Linked DNA regions of Zea mays: region 2 is linked to region 1. The links are chromatin contacts, called in public Hi-C maps. All regions are on one chromosome and are shown on one strand. Each heading gives the region's core, a stretch centred on a gene start, on an enhancer-like site or on the middle of the called end of the contact. The rest is flanking DNA. Distances are from core to core; before and after follow the strand shown. Region 1 holds the start of LOC100381687. Region 2 holds the start of LOC100216757 (putative serine/threonine protein phosphatase superfamily protein).

Region 1 (5,326 bases), core at 993-3,492:
ACCACAGCACCCTCTGTCAGTGTCACCACAAGTCCTAATGGCAAACAACAATTCAAGCACAACATAAGAATGAAGATAATCTGAAAGACGTAGAATACCTTATTATTTTGCCTTGTTTCCAGAACACAATCAATGAAAGCACTAGCGTCATCTAGAGGCCTAAACTATAATAGTTACTAGAACACATAAGCAGTTCAAAATTTTGCCATGGTCACTAAATACAGTCGGTATCATCCAGATGCGTTAGATCCAAACCTAATTTTGCCTGTTCCATTATCCCACATGCTCCCTAATCACGACAATAATCAAGCAGAGCAGATAGAAATCAACAATTTGCAACCAGTTCAAGGCAATCCACAGTTACAGATGAAACATTAACGTATCTAGGATGCTCAACATAAAATTAGACCACATAATCGTCGAATATTCAAGTTCACACAACTGAAGCACAAATGCTTAAACCATCTCTAAGAGCAGTAGTAGGCATCACAAGCCACAGCAAAACAGAGCATTATGCCTCGGGTGTTGGCTGTGTCAGGCCGGACTTTGCAAGCAGCTTCCCCAGCGCTTCAGGAGAGCACACCTGGTACTGTACCTCCCCGGAGCCCGGCTGCAGAAACACCTCGGCCAGCTCCAGCTTCTCGGCAGTCAGGCTGGTGGAGTCCATGGTCTTGCTGAGGACCTTAAGCGCGAGGGCGACGGCCTCCTCGCGGGTCAAGCCGTCCTTGTAGTCCTGCTTGAGCATGGACTGCGCGGCCTGGCTGTTGGCCCCAACAGCGGCGGCCTTCCACCCGCCGTAGTTCCCGGATGGGTCGCTCATGTAGAGCTGGAAGCCGTGGTGCTTGTCCCACCCGGCGAATAGGAAGGAGACCCCGAAGGGGCGGAGGCCTCCGAACTGGGTGTATCCCTGCTTGGTGTCGCAGAGGGACTGGACGAGCTGCTCGACGGGGATGGGTTCCTGGTAGGAGAGCGCGTAGCGTTGGGCGTGGAGGCGGGCGGTGTTGATGAGGATGTTGGCGTCGGACATGATCCCGGCCACGGCGCACGCCAGGTGGGAGTCGATCTTGTACATCTTCTCGGCGGAGCGCGAGGTCTGGAGGAGCTTGGAGGTCACCTTCTTCTCGCCGACGAGGACCACGCCGTCGGCCGCTAGGATCCCGAGGGCTGACCCGGCGTTGCCGATCGCCTCCATCGCGTACTCCACCTGGTAGAGACGCCCCTCCGGCGAGAAGATCGTCGTGCGGCTGTCATAGCGGCGAGACATCGCGGCGGCGGCGGCGGCGAGATGGGGTTTGCGTTTGCTGGATTGGGGGTGGTGACGGCGAGATTGGGGCTTGCGTTTGTGGAAATTGAGGGGGAGGCGACTCGGGAGGATTAACACCGCGAGATCTACTTGTGAGAGAAGAAAGGGGACGGACTCGCTGCGTTTAGCCCATCCGAACCGTCGGTCCCTCCGCTTTTGCTTTGTGGCCGTTGGATCTCTCGTGGTTTCCAGCCGGGCTAAGACTTACAATTTACCTAATTTTTTTTTGGCTAATGTTAGTTTTTCAATTTTAACGACTAATTTTAGATAAAGTGTGACACAGGTAGTCACGAACTAAACAGACTCTATCTCTAACATCCATGTCTTATCGTCTATTTTCAAACTTTTCTCGTTAAATAATGTCATTTACAATTTTATTATGTCCCTTTATTTTCACATTCTACTAGACACGGTCTAAAAATTTGTTCGTATGCGTAAGTCCATGTTTGTCACCTCAAAATGAAACAGTATTACATGATTACAGGTCAGGATTCCATTGGCGTAACCTGCTCGACACGGATTAGGGGAGGCCACCATTCGATATGGGTTCATTGGGGCTGTGTCCATTGAACTCAAACACTAGCAAATAGGCACGGATCAAGTGGTTTTTACTTGTTGTAAATATATTTGTGAATCAGCTGATCTAATAATCATTAAAAAAATAATTCTGATTTAATCTAATTCGTCGGTGGATCAGATTAGGTTTAGGGCATGATTTCTAACTCGTGGCCAAACTCAACACGAAAAGAACGAAGTCGACTCAAAAGTGCTAAAATCACGGCATAGAGGACGGGGAAGCGTGCAATGTTAGATGGGCCGGGTCTGGTTTTCAGCCCACCTGAGTTTTTAGGGAGCACGAGAAACCCTTTACGCTCTCCATATGAATAGAAAAGAACCCCTTTGCGCAAGGCAAACCCCCACCCAGCTCACCTCGGCGATGGCATCGGCGGCGGCCGTGGAGTGGGAGGCGGCGGCGCGGAAGGTGCTGGTGGCGCGCAAGCCCTGCTTCGGGCTACCTACGGCCTGCCCAACCTGCCTCCCCGTGCTCCTCTACCTCCGCATGGCGCAGGTTCCCTTCGACATCCACGTCGACACCTCCTTCCCCGATGCCGGTGAGCTCCCCGCGCTCATGCGTAGTCTTATCATATTATCCTGTATCTACTTAGATCCGCTATGCTCTTTGCTGCTGGCGTCTCCGCTTGTCCGGGTAGATGATCAAAAGTACAAAACTGCTAGATATATGTGGCAAGGTCGCTGCATTGATGTGCTGGGACCTATATGTGGGTTGAGCTAGAGCGAGAAGGGAGAAGGTTGCTTTGCTCTCACACCGGTTTTTTTTGTTGTTGCACAGATCACATACCATATGTTGAATTTGGGGATTGCGTGGCTTTCAACAACGAGAAAGGAGGCGTAATTGAGTATCTCAAGGATGAGAAAATTGCTGACTTGAACTCAAATCACCCAAATATTTCATCCACCACTGTGCTAGATACAAAGGCCATGGTTTCGTCCTGGCTTGCTAATGCTTTGCTGTATGAACTCTGGGTGGTTAGTGCTGGAAGCATTGCAAATGATATCTACTTCTCTGATCTCCCTTGGCCCATTGGAAAGATACTCCATTGGAATAAAACTAGACATGTGAAGCAGCTACTTGGTATAACAAAGCTCAATGCTGCAGAAAAAGAAGAGGAGGTTTGCTACTCCCTACCTATTATTGTCCTAGCCTTTTTTTGTTTTTTGGTTGACACATTAGTAGCTTGTAATGCAATTTTCTATTTAAACAGATATACCTGAAGGCAAGTGCTGCTTATGACTCATTGTCTTTCAGATTAGGGGATCAAGTCTTTCTATTTGATAATAGGTACACTTCAATTAACTTGTATCCAGCATATTTCTCTGTACTTTGTGTTAGGTTTTTATGCTTGCTGACACTTATATTTTTGTTCTGCTACGCCAAATTTGGAGCACTGATATTTCTTAATTTCTATTTATGAAGCCCTACAGATGTTGATGCTCTTTTCCTTGGACATGCTCTTTTTGTCCTCAGTGCGTTGCCTGTAAGTTTCCCTCTATAGTTAGTTGTGTAACCTGAATGGGGATTTAGTTGCATTGAAAAATGATTGAAGCACAGATGCCTGATTGCACTTGCACATTCTCATGAAAGCGCCGTTTCCTGTTAGTAGTAACTATCAAGTAGCATACAAAATTGATTATAGTGCAGGTTCACATCTTTATAATGCTTCTTATGTTAGTAGTATTGGGATTGAGTTTTTCTATGCTATTAATTAAGAGTTTCCTAGCCCTAACCCTAAATCTGTCAAGCAAATGATCCAAAGCATCCTCAAATTATTTGTATATAGTTAGTTTCAGGGCATGTACTGATCTTACTCCTGCCTTAGGATACATCTGTGCTGAGGGGCACATTGCAGAAGCATGACAACTTGGTTAGCTTTGCTGAGCATCACAAGGTCCAGTTGCTGGAAACCTCATCATCGTCATCGTCAGGGTTAGGATCATCACCTAGCCCGTCATCATCCACCCCCAGGAGAAGACCATCTGCTGACCACAGTAAGCAAAACAGTCCGCATTACCCTGCTACTCAAAATTCAGAATTTGCTAGTTGTAGCATCTATACTTGGTTGGATAAACTGTTGTCAGGAACATTTGAATGATGTCATTTTTCTCTACCTGGCAGACCTTCCAGCTTATAAATATGATTTATCCTGTTCAACAAATTTAATACAAGGATGCATTACTCAAAATGTCATGTTAAATGAAGAGTCTGTGATCAGCTTGTGTTAGTTATTTGTTATGTATGTGCTATTGCCAATCACCAATTCACCATCATATTCATTTAATGGACTATTTACTCAATTCAACCTGCAATTCTGCAGTCTGCAGTTTACTCGTTGGCGATCATTAACTGTTTCACAAAACTGTAATTATTTGCAGGTAAATGTCAAGGAACTACAACTTCTGTGAAACTGGTCTCAAAAGCTGTAGTTCCTTGATAGTTAGGTGCATATATAACTCTAGTTTTCTGAAGTTAACTCTTTCACATTTGTGCATGATTGACTTACCCTTGTAGTAACTAAGAGTCTAGGACGTAAACATGAAAGACAACCTTCCTTGTAGTAACCACGAGTCTAGGACATAAAACTGCATTTCATTACAAAGTGAGGTGGTAACTGTGCTAATAATGTTTTTAGTGGACGGATCCTTTATGTAATCCTGGATCAGTGATAGCTCAAGCTGTATGTTGCTTCCTTTCATTGCATCACAATGCTGTCATGGAAGAAACTGTGTCAAACACTGATTTAATTAGGATAGAGTGGAAAATCAATATATGCATAGATAGCATATGGTGCTCCTAGACAGAATAATCATGCGGGGTTTTCTCGCAAAAAATGATTTTATATGATTTGTTTATTGTTTGGTATGATTTGGCCAGTCTAAGGGGGCTACGGTACTTTTTTTTAAAGAAGTAAAATGGATTAATAAGAAAATAAAATTGATAAAGATGGTTTAACAGGTTCTTGAACTTCACTGTCTCTTTTACCTGTTGTCTCGGTGGTCATGTTTTGCTTATTCTTGCAACAGTTTTCAGACATCTAGTTGTTGCTTTATGTTCTTATAATGATGTGCTCTGTAGGTTATAAGCCAAAACCCAGAGCCAAGAAGGAACGGACGGAGGAGGAAAAGAAATTCAGGCGAAGAGCAAAGTATTTCCTGGCCACACAACTCGTTGCAGTTCTTGTGTTCCTTTCGCTGATGGGTGGGGTTGATAGTTCCGAGCTAGACGACGAAGATGGCTTGGATTATGATGATTAGATCCTCCCTGTGCTGTTACACTTGATTAGTTCCAACGACAAACTGCCTGGTTGGTTCGGGGTGCTGTGAGAATTTGTTCCAACATTGGAAAATGTGTTACGCTTGATTTTAGCTAGGAATTCACTGAGTTGGTCACCCATCGGCAGTTTCATAAGCTACTTCGGCTGTAAACATACTTGTCTCCGAAGTTTT
Region 2 (5,326 bases), core at 1,021-3,520, 510 kb before region 1:
ATTAGTCGGGCTGATCGGTACTCAGTGCTCAATAAGGGGGTTTGATTTGATCAGGTGATCTGATCGTCCATATCGTTCGACTAGTCAGCGATATGTAGCGATTAGTCGTCTGGTTAGCGATCAGTCGCGTTAATTACTCAGGGTTCAGACTTCAGTTCATACTGCTGTTCAGTTCAGACTTCAGTTCATAGTTTCAGACTTCAGTTAAGACTTCAGACTTCAGATGTATGAACTCATATAGGTGTTGCCTTCTTGGTCATGGTGAAGTTGTAATTGCAGTTTCATAGTTTCATATAGACTTGTTGCTGGAGATGTACTGCTGTCTTGGACTATTGAAGTATTCATGCTGCTGTTTTGGACTATTTATACTGCTGCCTTGTCTATACTTGTGCTTGTCCTGAGCAAGTCTCTATACTATATAAGTACATATCTATAGATAGTGTTATATATGTCCTGGAAATACACAGGGCGACCAGGGGGGACGATTAGAGTTGATCAGGGGCGACTAATCGCACTGATCGTCGCCTACTCGTGACTAATCGTCTGATCGCGCAGTGGCATCGATCAGACGATCTGAAAACAATGATAAGAGCGCATGGAAAACATCTATCCATGTGTCTAACCTCTGATTTGTGGTTCTAGACTGCCCCAATTTCCTTAAGACCAAAAGGCTTTGTTGTTGTTGTTGGTTGGCTGGCAAATATTAAACATGCACCATGATTACTGACTAGGGGTGATGACCCTCTGATTGAGTTTTGACATATTTCTGTCTAGTATAGTGGGTAAATAGCATAGCACTCAAACAATTTCATCTTGAGGCAACATTATGAATACTTGTTGGGTTGGCAAGGTAAGCCATTTTTATCAATCCTGAAATGCATGATGCTACACTGCAGAAATTATAAATGTACACAATATCAAAGTCAAGGGATAGTTCCTATATGTGACCTATAAAGGTAGACAAACTATGTGTTCACAACACCACATTTTTTCTTCCAAGTCATAATCTCCCTGATATTTAGGGCTTGTTTGGTTTGTGGCTAACTGTGCCCCACTTTGCCTAAGGTTAGTCGTTCGAATTGAATAACTAACCTTAGGCAGAAAAGTTAGGCAAAGTGTGGCAATTGGGGTAACGAACCAAACATGCCCTTATTTTCTTCGCTAAATCACTACCTCACTTTTACTTGGCAACCACAAAAAGCACGTGAACCAACGTTTGTCGTACCCCTCTCGCCATACACACACCATGATCCGATCTAATCTCTACGCAGGTAGTGACGGGAAGGTCTGGTCATCGACTCCGATCTTCGAACTGCTACCCTGATGGCATCTAACCCCAATCCCAAAGCTATACTCTTATATTGTACAGTTTTTAGTGGCTAGGGTTACAAACTAAGGTCGTAAAAATCTAACAGTGGTACCAGAGCTAAGGTTTTGGGCTCGGATCCTAACCCTAGATGCTAATTTCCCTTCGATTTTGGGACAAATCCGAGTAAAGCCCTTCTCAAGTATTGGATTTGTGTTCCTACCCAATTAAAACAAGTAGAAGAGGAGAAAGAAACCCCAACCGGCATCCCCATTTTCCGGTCCCAAACCCTGACCCTAAGATGTATAAATGTTTACAAACACTGTTAACATAATTTTCTATGATCTTATTTTTTGACTGTTACTACAGTTCTGCAAGAGTTATATTACCAGCATACTCGAAAAAGAACATGCTTCTATTTATGGTCACAAACGTGTATTTGATATTGCGCGCAGGGCGTTCATCATTTACTAGTAACAACTAATCTTGGCGAGGCCATCCCAATAACAAAAGCCACGAGAGAAGCACAACCCGATACGGCTGCGTCTGTCAAAAAAGTTTGCGCGGAACAGACGAAAAAGACGAGGCCCCCAACAGGTTAGCACATGCTTAGTCACGTATCATGGTTGTCGGGATGGCGCTCTTACCGCATATCTTGATGGGGGCCTCGAGCTCCAGGAGGTTGGGCTGGGAGAGGAACACATCCTTGGCGGCGGCGCAGAGGCGCCGGATCTCAGCGTCGGTCACCTGCGCGTTGCGCGGGGTGCGCCCGCCGCGGGCCTCGAGGAGCCGCCGGATGAGGTCGTCGACCGCCGCCTCGTCCATCGCCTCGCCTGGAAGGGAACGGGATGGGAAGGAAATCCCAGCTCAACTGCCGCCGCGTCGCGCCGCCCCTGGCGGATAAACCCTCGCTCAGAAATAGAAGCCGCTAAAACCCTAAAGTCTCTTTGCCGATCAACGGGAAGACGACTCGGAGAAAGGTACCGAAGAGGGGATTGTGGATTTGTGCCTTTGTGGTGGGGTGCTGGGTCGCTGGAAGTACTCCTGGAAGTCGGTGGTTTATGGGATTGTTGCGTTTAATTTGGACTAGCGTAGCGCTTGGATACTTCGGTCGAGTTGGGTTTGGGCTGGGCCGACGTCAGCCTGCTCTAGTTGAAAATTAGAGGCGGCGCCGCACTACAGTCGAGCTGGTTTTGGGGGTCGACGTCAGCCCGCTCCATGGATGATGCATCAAAGCTGTTGGAAGTTCACGTGTTTGCTCCTTTTTTTTTCAAAAGTATAATAATAAAGGTATAATTTTACCATTGATCATAATCATCGTATTTCTTCACGTGGACGTATCCGCACCCATGTTGGGTCTGTTTAGTTCAGCTTTTTTAAATAAATTTTTATGAGAATCTGGTTAGGAAGAATCCGATGGCAGAGCATCGTGAAGATTATATATAGAGAAATATAAAAGAGTTCATATAGTTTAAGATGTGGAATTGATGGTTTTCTACTATCTCAACGACTCGGTCTATTCTATGTTCACGTTGATTTTGAACAGTTTTCTGTTAAAGTGATTCTCATAAAAACTGACTAAAAAATTAGACATTTGGCAGTCTGCATTATTTTATGGTGGCCAAAACCTGAAAAGGCTAAAACAAAACTAGGGGTCTTTCTAAATTTCATCCTTTAAGTTATCGTTTGAGAGTCGTTTGTATAAACCCACTTTATATATCTTTTCAGTCTTCAACCACTTTTCTATATACTGTTTGCACTATAGAGTCATTTTCGTTTTCTATTTTTGACTAGCGATAAACCAAAAATAGAAGATGTCTATATTTAGACAATCATTTAAATAAGATGTTAAATTGTATGCTTTTACAAATATCTCTATTCACATTAATTAAAAAGAATATAGAGGGTCTTTTAGAGTCGCTAAGAGCACTTTGAAGAGTTTCCGAAATTCAATCTCCATCTAAATGTTTGGTTGGTAAGATTGAAAAAAGTTTGTTCTTTAATAATTCTATATCATAAGAGCGTGAATCCTAAACACATCTTTAATAATAAAAGGAAGTTTTTTTAATACGATGCACTATATATTATAGTATCTTCGTTGTTTTAGCTATAGATTTTCATGTCCATATTCATATAGACGATTGCAAATAACATATATATAACATATATATTAATTATTGTATGACTTCAATAATAAGGTAAAATAAATTTAATTTGAGACGGAGTGAGTAAAGTAGAACACGCTCGTAACTAAATCAACACCACATAACAGTGTGAGATCGCAGCTCCGTAGATTTTGGGTTTAGCGTGTTCAGGTTAGATTCGATTTTTCTCCAATGTTTTTTGGGTTTGGGATTAGAAACTTATCGGTTTCAATTTTGGTTTACAATTTTTACCCATTGATGTCCCGATGTCCGGTGAAGGTTCGAAATAGTTAAGTCATGAATTTGCTTGATGTTTTTTTTTCACCTTTTATGTGTATATGTGAGTATCTTTTATGTGTATATGTGAGTATGGAATATATATCATATATGTGCTCGTAGAATGTTTGTATTGTTTTCCGGTATTGCCACGCAGCGATGGATCTTAGGTTTTAAATAACTACTATGACATTTGACTTTTTTGTCTTAATTTTGACCAATTGTGTTATTAAAAAAGTCTAGAAATTTTATTGATTTTCACTGCATCTTGGTTTAGTATATAATAAGCCTTAAATGTAGCTATAAATTATTTTGGATTTTTTAAAAATCAAGACAAGTGGTCAAAGTCGAGACTAAAAAAGTCAAACGTTAAACGACATATATTTACGAACAAAGGTAGTATTTAGGTTTTGAGGACTCGTCAAATTTTGTTCTGAATTTGAATTATCACCTAATTTAGTATTTAGGGTGGTTTTGGATTTCCGTTCGAGTTTTAGGTTTGGACTCGAATCCGTCGTGTTGCCATTGGCAAGCGCACACACCTGTTCATTTCAGATTTTTTCAATTAGTTTTTTAAAAAATCTGGTTGTTAGAAGAATTTAAGTATTGTAGGGATTATATGCGGCTGAAGATAAAAGATCCATAGGTTTTATGATATAGAAACTGGCGGATTTCTAATATCGCGAGGACTCGACTGATTACATATTTCAGATTTTGGATGACTTTTATTTTATATAAAACTAGCTGAAAAGCTAAATATTTGGTAATCAGTGAAGACAGGCTCAGAAAAGAGAAAAACTAAAACAAACGGGGCCAAACCCGCAGCGCCGATCGTTGAACTGAGAAACCCAAACCCACACACAACTGAAAGGCAACATAAATGCACACCCGCTCTGCACGAACCGCAAGGCGCTGGCTGGCTAGCTGACACCGAGGAGCCGGGGCGGAATCCGTCCGCTGCAGCACAGCCGCGCCCGGGGGAAACCGCCAAAACCCCGTAAAAAGTCCAGGAAAAAACAAGCCCAAAGCGGGCGAGTGCGCGGCCGCGGGCAAGCAACCGGCCACCCACCTAGCTCGGCTCCGCTCAGCGGCAGCACCGCAGGCCGCAGCAGCACGGCATGGGCGCAAACACTAAAAAGAAGGGAGCGGCCGCGCCTCCACCCCAAACCCACCTCGCCTCCTAGTCCCCCCCTTCGCCTTCTCTCCCGAGTCCCATCGGAGCCCGGAGCTCTCTCGCCTCCCGCGAGGCTGTGTGGTGAGGCGCGGACGAGATGAACGAGCAGGGGCTCGGTGGTCTCGGCGGGGGCCGCGGGGCCGTGCAGGGGCACGGGCGGGAGGCGATGGCGCTCTTGCAGCACCAGCAGCTTCAACAGCAACGGCGGCAGCTGGAGGAGGAGGATGAGGTGCGGCGCCAGATGTTCGGCGGGGTGGCGGCGTTCCCGGCAGCGCTGGGCCACGGCCAGCAGGTGGACTACGGGGAGGACGCCGGCGGGCTCGGGGACAGCGACGCGGGCGGGTCGGAGCCCGAGCCACCGCCGGAGCGGACGCGCGGGGGGTCCGGCGGCGGCGGCGGCAAGCGGAGCCGCGCTGCCGAGGTGCA

Evidence for each region. Hi-C and Micro-C count contacts between places; a contact is called where the count stands out from the background.
Region 2: a Hi-C map of ear shows a contact between it and region 1, with 2.3 times the contacts expected there. The contact joins the promoter of LOC100216757 here to the promoter of LOC100381687 in region 1. A contact is called at or near these places in 3 of 25 Hi-C or Micro-C datasets (bundle sheath, ear and endosperm).

Annotation. Positions count from the first base shown.
Region 1 is chr9:17,619,740-17,625,065 of Zm-B73-REFERENCE-NAM-5.0, reverse strand. It overlaps LOC100381687, which reads left to right and starts at 2,242. Exons shown (of 6, transcript NM_001351851.1): 1 at 2,242-2,415; 2 at 2,655-2,995; 3 at 3,088-3,164; 4 at 3,300-3,360; 5 at 3,703-3,871; 6 at 4,956-5,326. The coding sequence starts at 2,364. The coding sequence ends at 5,134. It overlaps LOC100193140 (proteasome subunit alpha type), which reads right to left and starts at 1,385. Exons shown (of 1, transcript NM_001138298.2): 1 at 321-1,385. The coding sequence starts at 1,264. The coding sequence ends at 512.
Region 2 is chr9:18,129,468-18,134,793 of Zm-B73-REFERENCE-NAM-5.0, reverse strand. LOC100216757 (putative serine/threonine protein phosphatase superfamily protein) reads right to left here and starts at 2,270. Exons shown (of 3, transcript NM_001143158.1): 1 at 1,954-2,270. The coding sequence starts at 2,131. LOC100193167 reads left to right here and starts at 4,901. Exons shown (of 7, transcript NM_001138322.1): 1 at 4,901-5,326. The coding sequence starts at 4,998.